Linked DNA regions of Mus musculus: regions 1 and 3 are each linked to region 2. Evidence: chromatin contacts called from public promoter capture Hi-C data. All regions are on one chromosome and are shown on one strand. The core of a region is the stretch at or near the end of the contact, and the rest is flanking DNA. Distances in the headings are between cores, read along the strand shown. Region 1 holds the start of Bhmg1 (basic helix-loop-helix and HMG-box containing 1). Region 2 holds the start of Tmem160 (transmembrane protein 160). Region 3 holds the start of Gipr (gastric inhibitory polypeptide receptor).

Region 1 (2,848 bases), core at 47-2,546, 2.7 Mb after region 2:
TCACCTTATACCAGCTCAGGTTTATGTAGTCAGGCTGGACTCCAAATCATAAAAGGTTATATGTGTGAATTACCACAGCCAGCTCAGACCACAAGCCTTAACACTGAAAACCCCAAATCCTAGAGGAAGGATATCCAGGGTATAAAAAAAAAAGAAAAAAGAAAAACCCTCACCACCCCAAATGTAGTGGGAATACCCAAGGGGTGCTTCCCCTTCTCAGAAGAGAAGGAGAGGGGCACTGGGGGAGGACCTACCAGAGGGGTAGGAGGGACTGAGAGGAGAGGAGGGCTGATATTGGGATGTAAAGTGAAAAAAAAATTTTAAAAAGATTTATTTATTTATTATATGTAAGTACACTGTAGCTGTCTTCAGGCACCCCAGAAGAGGACACCAGATCTCACTACAAATGGTTGTGAGCCACCATGTGGTTGCTGGGATTTGAACTCAGGACCTTCATTAGAGCAGTGAATGCTCTTAACCACTGAGCCATCTCTCCAGCCTCGAAAAAATAATTTTTAAAAATGTGTTTCATGTCCTACAATAAATATCTCTAAACTCTAAAACTGTCCCTTCAGATCCTCACATTGTGATTTCCTTCTTAGAAAACTTAGACCTCACGCATGCATCCCACTGAGACCTGGAACCCTAAATTGACACCTATACGCAATGAGTAGCACGACGACTCCAGGCTTTAAAATTAATTCTCAAAGACCCAAGCCGTGCCCACTCCAGAGCCTATTTTCCTGCTTTGATGGTCTCCACTGATACTGAAAAGCCCCAACCCTGTCAAATTAGACCTCTGACCCTCCGAACGTAACCCCTGGAACCCCAAACTAAGATTTCCAGATCTCCCGTCTTCAGCTTCCAAAAGCCGAGCCTCGAACAGGAGACCCCATGTCTCAAACGCCACTAATAACTTTCCAGAAACCCAGCCTGGATTCCCTCAAACACAAAGTCTACCCTCAAACCGGTCTCGAGCTCTGGGGTCCCTCTCCATCCGACCTAGAGCTCCCTAGGGGGTCACGGCCGCAGGGTGTGACTCTGACGACTCCTCACCATCTCCCCGCTACCTCAAGCCAGCTAGAGCCAGGGCGTCTGCCGCCCCACACCCGTTGGTCACCAGCACTCACCTCAAGATTTGCAATATGGCGTTAAGCCTCGACTTCTGCTTTGGCACTGGGCTCACGCTTCGACAGTCTGAAGGCTCCGGCAGCGGCTCGCGCGGCTCCCGCGGCTCGCGGGGTCCCAGGGATGCAGACCGCGTGCCTCCCGACGCGCAGACCGAGCGAAGAATGGCAGGGCGCGAGGCTGTGGCGCGAAGGCACCAGAGCGCCTGAGGCGAGGCCACGCCCCCTCCACGTTCCCGCCACGCGGTGCCAGGCACGAGCAGAGGAGCGTTGGAAAAGGGCAGTGCGGCGAGTGCGCACGCGCACCCGGGGCAGGGCACGGGCCACAGCTCCGACACGTGCTCCCGCTCCCGCGCTCGCAGCATCAGCCAATCAGCTCTTGCTCCATTACCCGCCCTTTCCTCAGGCCACGCCCTCTGTTTTGCCCCGCCCCCTGACCTATTTACCTCAGACCCCAGCAGGATTTGCCAGGTGTCCGCAAGCGCGAGGTGTCTGTACTCCCCCTGCTGGCCCTCCTGTGTCCCCATCCGACCCTTTCGCTTTAGGGCGCATCTGCTTAAAGACCACTGTGTGTCAAGTACCTTGTTCAGGCGGCTAACTTCGCCACCTTTCCCTGAAACGAGGCTTTGTAGACCCCATGGAAATGCCAGTTCCTGTAGCTGCAAACAAAGTAACCTTTAGTGTCTGAGTGTGGATCCAGTCTTGCTATATAGCCCAGGCTTGCCTACTACTTGTAACCGTTTTGTCTCAGGTCTGTCTGGAACGCAAGGAATGCACTACCTTGTAACTCAGGTTACAAACTACACAATTTATTTTTAAAAAGCATTTTAGTTTTAACTAGGTATACATGTTGGGGGGGTGGGGGGGAGGAATACTGCACGCAGGTGTCCCCAGATGCCAGAGGCATCAGATGCCCCTAGAGCTGGAGTTTTAGACAGGGGCTTCTAGGGGCATCTTCAGGGGCAAATGCAAATTCTCTGCAAGAGCGATGTCTTCCTAACCTCTGAGTAGTCTTTCCAGCTTCATCTTTATTTTTTGACACAGCGTCTCATACCCTTGACCAGGCTAGTCTCAAACTCACAGAGGTACACTAACCTCGGCGTCCAAAATGGTGCGATTAAAAGTGTGTGCCACCACGGCAGATTCAAACCGTACATTTTGGAAATGCTGCCAAGATTCCTGCCCTTCTGGAGGCTCTGTTCTACCTGTGATGTGAACATAGTGCCTGGGCTTTTCCTCACTTCGATATCTTGTTTTCTTTATTTGCCAATTAGGAGGTGGTGGTAGGCAAGTGTGGGGAGTGAGATGAAGGTGAGAAATGGGAGAGAAAGTTTGGGAAAACTCATATATTATTAATTATTTGTCAACTAACATGATAAATCAATAAAGTTGTTCTTCCTAAACTCTTCATCCCTCGCTAACGTCCCTTTGAAGTAGCCTCGATTCTCTTTTCAAGGGCCTCGGGCCAAAATGGAGGCGGCTGGACTCTATTTCCCAGATACCCTCGCGGGAGAATTTTCTGCGCCTGCGTATTTTAGTGTGCCCTTAGCCTCCTGGTAATTAGAGTTTCTGTCTCTCAGCCCGCCTAGTTTGTTTCCTACTCCACCTCCAAGTTACCGTATTGCATCTTGGGAGCTGTAGTCCATGGCCGCCCGTACTCTAATTCCCAGTGGGCTTCGGGGCCAGAACCCGGAAGGGGAGGCTGGAGAGGAGCGAGTGGG
Region 2 (2,824 bases), core at 211-2,710:
ATTGAATCTTTTTCAGTATGCGTATACCCATTTTCTCTGGTACAATTAGTTTGTGATCAGCTAGCTGTCCTCCATCATCTCTTAGGACACTGAGACATGGACAGGGTTTTGGCTCAGATCACATCTTCTGTCTGATCAGAGAGTATGAGGTTTCCTGGGTCTAGGGCAATCAAGGACATGAGGAGCCCAATTTTTAGGGTCACTCACTGGGCTGTCTCACTGCCCTCTGGGACGGAGTTTAGTCTGTCCTTCTGCCGCCAGAAGGCCTCTCTCTATATAAATAGTCCCATAGATATCAGCAGTAGCAAAGGCACACTGGCTATCTGTGTCTCTTGTCTTTTCTCAGCTGTAACGCCTTGGTCAGAGCTGCCACCAGTTCAGCTTTGTGGGTTGATACTCCTGTCCGGAGTGGCTCTGCACATATGATCTGAGCAGTCATGCAGAGGCCCACCGATCAAGGTCAGGGTCAGGCAGCAGGGCAGCTGAAAAGTCATCCTGGGGCATTCAAGAAGAGAGGCTGGTAATGAGTCACCCTGGCGTCATCTTTAACCAGGAGGCCATTGCTGCACTGGTGTATACACAAGGTGGGGGTCGGCTTCTGGCAATTGGTGACAGATTGGCCATTGTCTGATGCCAAGGCCCTGAGTCCCCTGGCTCTAGGGAGGTCACCTGTAGTTAGCAAAGTAAAGCCTTCTTAGAGGAGGCACAATAGTCCGAACTTTTCAGGGCCCCTAAGAGGTCTTGGTTGTTTCTTTTGTTTCTGTTGCCACTGAAAGTCACTTATAAACTGATGAGGAGACTTTACCTTCAGGTTTTAGCAAGGCAGAAAGTTCAACTTTATTATCTACAAACAAGTTGTTGGGTTCCCTTTCACCTTTAGGGCTGCCCTGGGCTTGGGAGGGGCACCTTTGATCTTTAGCCCCCTCCCTCTTATCTCCTTCTCCTGAGACTATCTGTTTTAGGCATTTCTTATGTGTCCCGTGGTTTGGCTGTGGCTGCTATCAAGATCTTTGCCAGGTCTTGAGTCTGTTGCTTCTGTCCCCTCCTCTGCTTCTCCTCTGCAGTCTCTCTTCTGTTAAATACTCTCTCGGCCACTCTCACTAAGTTTGAGTCCCAGTACCGGTAATAACGTTTTGGAAAGAATCTAAGTAAAGACAGGAATGAATTTCCAGAAATGACATCTTATTAAAATCTGCATAGAAGAAAAACTGAAGAGGAATACAACAAAATAGTTATGTGTCCTCTTTAGTGAGGTAACTGGTAGTTGTTTCCGTGAGTTCACCACAGTTTTGCAACTAGTCTAAGCAACTAGTACAAGTTTTGTTTCCTGGCTGTTGAGAGCATTAACTTTTTTGAAACTACAAGTCCCAGCAGATATTCCGCCGCACCCTTCTGCAGGTCGAACTGCCTGCCGTACATTGATCTCTGGGATTTGTAGTCTGATGATAAAAATAAGGTGGGTCACACACTACCGGCACATATAACTGAAGTGGAGACACAGCCAGATACACCAATAGGTATTGCGTTCCGGGATAGAGTTGCGGGCAGATCACCAATGGTTGTGTCGCTCCTCATGAGTGATGTGACCTCCAGCCTACAGTAGGCCCGTGGGGCGGAGCTGGTGTCGCGGCCCCATTGCGAGCCATGGGAGGCGGCTGGTGGTGGGCTCGGGTCGCGCGCCTGGCCCGCCTGCGCTTCCGGGGGTCTCTGCAGCCTCCTCAGCGGCCCCGCAGCGGGGGCGCGCGCGGGTCCTTCGCCCCGGGCCACGGGCCACGCGCGGGAGCGTCGCCGCCTCCAGTGTCCGAGCTGGATCGCGCGGACGCTTGGCTCCTCCGCAAGGCACATGAGACAGGTCAGTGGCAGGGGCCGGGGTCGTTCGCGCTACAAGGAGAGGGGTTTCAATGTGCACGTGGGAGTGGGTGGCCAGAGTAAGGCAAGCATCTGCTGGGAACAGGGCCTGTGCTCAGCGGGGGCAGCTTCCTCATGTGAGCGCAGGGAACCGGTGTTGGGGGTTGGAGATTTTGCAGCCTGGCCGCATAGGACACCATCTTTCGGGTCCTGGCTAAAGGGGTACAGCAGGGATTAGTGGGGGTGGGGAGGAGGCTACGGTTAGGAAGAAGTAGTTGGCAGCACCACACTGCCTAGGTGAGAGACCGTTCCAGAGGCAGCTGGGAGGGAACAAGTTGCTTGAGACAGGGGTATCCGTTAGGATTACAGACAGAGGGGACCACTTGGAATAAAACAAGAGTGTGGCTACCCGCAGAAGATGGGGAAGTTCCGGATTGGACCAGCGTGTAACCAATGGTAGAGAAGGTGGCTGCTGATTGGAGGGAGAGGTGATCTAGACTGCAGAGGGAGGAATCTCAAACGAGGCAATGAGTTGAGAGATTGGAGCTGGTCTGGTGTTGAATGGGGCTAGTAGTGGGAACAGCCTTTTGGCAGCACTCAGGTACTTGAGTGGTGGGGAGGTGTGGACGCAAGGATGAGGCCATGCTAGGTAGGAGCGGTTACCACACAGGGGAAGGGACAGGCTGGAGAAGTTTGTCCCAGAGGTCTGAGGGAGAGAGGGAAGACCGCAGGATGCACAAGGGAAGACTTGGGAAGACTTTCTATCCTCAAACTTCAATTCGTGCTCTAGATTTTGAACGTCTGGGACAGAAGGGTAAAGGAATGGGACTTGCATGGGGCTTCCCGGAAGGGATCCGCATCTAGAATACTTTTGTCTTGTGGCTGAATAGGGTGAGAGGGGATCTAGGAAGCAGGGCTTGCTGATGCAGAGCTCCATCCCCCAACTCCCCGCAGCTTTTCTCTCCTGGTTCCGAAA
Region 3 (2,789 bases), core at 201-2,700, 2.7 Mb after region 2:
AGCTCAGCTGGGAAAGGCCAGAAGAACCCTTAGAGATATGGAGGAGCTGTCCATTTTTTTACGCAGGAGTTCTGGGTGGCTCAGAAACCTCTTAGATGGAATTGGGGTGCCTAGAAAATCGCCCAAAGGAAGGGGTAGCTTGTCCCCACCTGGAGGACTTGTGAGGGAAACTGTGTGAAGAGAAACTACCAGTTTATACAGGGAGGGGGGCGAGCAGCCTTAAAACTCTCCCTAATGTAGGGAAAGGCTTAAAACCACCCCAGAGCGCCTATTATCTCTCGAGGTCCTCACCTCCGCCCACTGGAGTCCCCACAACCACAGCAGCAGAAGCAGCAACCGCAGGGGCATCCTTGAAAGGTGATGGAAACTCTGGCCACTCGGAGGCAGTTGGGCTGGAGGGTCCCAAGGCAGAACCAACTCTTGGGCTTCAGTCCAAGTCAGTGCTCACCTGCCAGAAGCACATGGCGTCTGAGGCCACGCCCCCCATTTCCGCACGTGAGGATTTGGGGCGGAGCAGGACTAGGCGCGGCCTCCAGTAGATAAGTGAGGCTGGGATCAGCTAAGCGATTCCCAGGTCCTCCTAAGTGTTGCTGAGGCAGCCAAGGTGGAAGGGAGGGGTGTTTGCTGAGGGGCCTGTTGCCCTAGAGCTGTGACAGGCAGAAGCGTCAGTGTCACCGAGAGGCTAGACCGGAGGGACTCTTGGGAACCTGAGACCTCCTTAGAGAGGAGAGACTAGAAACTGTCAGTCAAGCCCTGAAGGGAATTTGAACCGATCATTTGAGTTCGCATCAATTTATATAGAAGATAAAAGCCCAATCTTCTAAAACTTCCCTGGCTTCAAGAAGTCAGAGGGACAGCGCTCTCCCAGCATCTAAATATTTAGGGAACAGAGAGATATTAGACCCTGGGTTTCTGACTTTTGGACGTTAGATGCTCTGAAAATCCTTCTAACCCAACTATCACCCCCGCCCAGACAATGTGAATGCAGAGTTTCAAAAGGGAATCTCAGAGCTACAGAAAAGAAAAAATATAAGACAAACAAACAAACAAAAACACCAAAAACCAAAAAACCAAAACAAACAAACAAAAAATCACGGACTCAGTTATAAGGTATAAGAACAGAAAGACTTGGGGACAATGAGACACAAGCGAGAGATCAGAGCCTAAAGGGCAAAAAAGGAGATAAAGACAAAACTGTGGCTCAGAGACAGAGGAAGTGACTAGGGAAGAGACAGAGAAGGGGAAAGAGTAGAAAAAGCCCATTTAGAGATTAAAAGAGGTGAAGAGATGACAGGTCAGAGAGGCAGAAAGAGACAAAGATTGAGATAGGGGGACAGTCAAGGGAGAGATGGGCCCAGGGCAAGGGCTTGATGGAGACCCCTTACCTGCACGGAGTCCTGTTCGCAATCTCCACTGACACAGCTGCCCTGCCTCGCCTGCCAGAGAGCTCTGGAAGAGGTGACAGGCGCTGGCAGCCTGGGGTGTTGGGAGGGGGCGGGGCCAGGGCGGACCAGAGAACAGGAGGGGGAGCTCTGGGGAAGAGTGGGAACCGTGGAGCAGGCACGTTTATCACAGCCATTGTGTCACGTAGAGGGAACAGTCACACAGTTATGGTTCCCCCCTCCCCCAGGCCACAGAACACACTATGCCAGCCAGCCACTTACACAGCCTCTCACGCTGCCTCACACAGGATCCCAAATGCTGAGCAGGAGAGCGACAGAGACTCACAGAGTGAGACTCCGTGAGTAACAAGTTCATTCATAGCTCTACAACTAGGACTATGCTGAGAGAGCCAGTCTTTCACCCACAGCTTCCCAATCACTTGCAGGGACAAGCGGCTGTGTGCCCTGGGACGTGGACACTTCACATATGTGTAAACACAGCCTATAATCTTAATTACCACTGCCTTTCTGTTGTCATTGTTTGGTGTATATGTATGTCATTGTATATGTGTGTACGTGTACATGTGTATGCGTGAAGGACCAGAGGACAACCTCTGATGTGATTCTTTTTTTAAAATTTTTTTTATTATTATATGTAAGTACACTGTAGCTGTCTTCAGACACTCCAGAAGAGGGAGTCAGATCTTGTTACGGATGGTTGTGAGCCACCATGTGGTTGCTGGGATTTGAACTTCGGACCTTCGAAAGGGCAGTCGGATGCTCTTACCCACTGAGCCATCTCTCCAGCCCCTCTGATGTGATTCTTAAGTGTTGTCTACTTCCTTTGATTTGGTCTTTCAAGACAAGATTTCTCTGTGTAGCCCTGGCTGTCCTTGAACTCATTACATAAACCTGGCTGCCCTTGAATGCAGAGATCTGCCTGCCTCCGACTCCCTGGTACTGGGATTACAAGCATACACTACCCAGCTTAATTTATCTTGCTGCATGCATAACAAGGACTTTACCAAGTGAACCATTGCTCCAATCCCTGATTTGTCTTTCTTTGTTTTAATTTTATGTGCATGCATGGAGGCATGTGTACCATATTCATGCAGTGCCTGAGGAGGCCAGTAGAGGGCACTGGATCCCCTAGAACTGGAGTTACCCATGGTTGTGAGTCTCCCCATGGGTGCTGAGAACTGAATTCTGGATCCTCCTGAAGTGTTCTTAACTGCCATTTCTCCAGTCCTGTTTCGTTTGTGGTTTTGGTGTGTGTGTGTGTGTGTGTGTGTGTGTGTTTTAAGAAAACAGAGTCTCATTCTATAACCGAGGTGATCTCCAACCTTGGATCTCCTGCCTCAGCTTTTCAAGTACTGAGATTCAGATTTCAATGGCACAGGCTCATGC

What was found. Promoter capture Hi-C pulls out the DNA fragments that hold promoters and counts their contacts. Capture Hi-C pulls out chosen DNA fragments and counts their contacts.
Region 1: a promoter capture Hi-C map of adipose tissue shows a contact between it and region 2, with 3 times the contacts expected there. The contact joins the promoter of Bhmg1 here to the promoter of Tmem160 in region 2. A contact is called at or near these places in 1 of 484 Hi-C or Micro-C datasets (B cells) and 2 of 9 other capture datasets (adipose tissue and pancreatic islet).
Region 3: a promoter capture Hi-C map of liver shows a contact between it and region 2, with 4 times the contacts expected there. The contact joins the promoter of Gipr here to the promoter of Tmem160 in region 2. A contact is called at or near these places in 1 of 39 promoter capture datasets (liver) and 1 of 115 datasets of contacts at active chromatin or transcription factors (stem cell-derived neural progenitor cells).

Annotation. Positions count from the first base shown.
Region 1 is chr7:19,117,048-19,119,895 of GRCm38.p6, forward strand. It overlaps Bhmg1 (basic helix-loop-helix and HMG-box containing 1), which reads right to left and starts at 1,297. Exons shown (of 13, transcript NM_001370811.1): 1 at 1,131-1,297. Fbxo46 (F-box protein 46) reads left to right here and starts at 2,812. Exons shown (of 2, transcript NM_175530.3): 1 at 2,812-2,848.
Region 2 is chr7:16,451,319-16,454,142 of GRCm38.p6, forward strand. Tmem160 (transmembrane protein 160) reads left to right here and starts at 1,461. Exons shown (of 3, transcript NM_026938.1): 1 at 1,461-1,852; 2 at 2,803-2,824. The coding sequence starts at 1,645.
Region 3 is chr7:19,164,677-19,167,465 of GRCm38.p6, forward strand. It overlaps Gipr (gastric inhibitory polypeptide receptor), which reads right to left and starts at 1,451. Exons shown (of 14, transcript NM_001080815.1): 1 at 1,386-1,451; 2 at 292-448. The coding sequence starts at 348.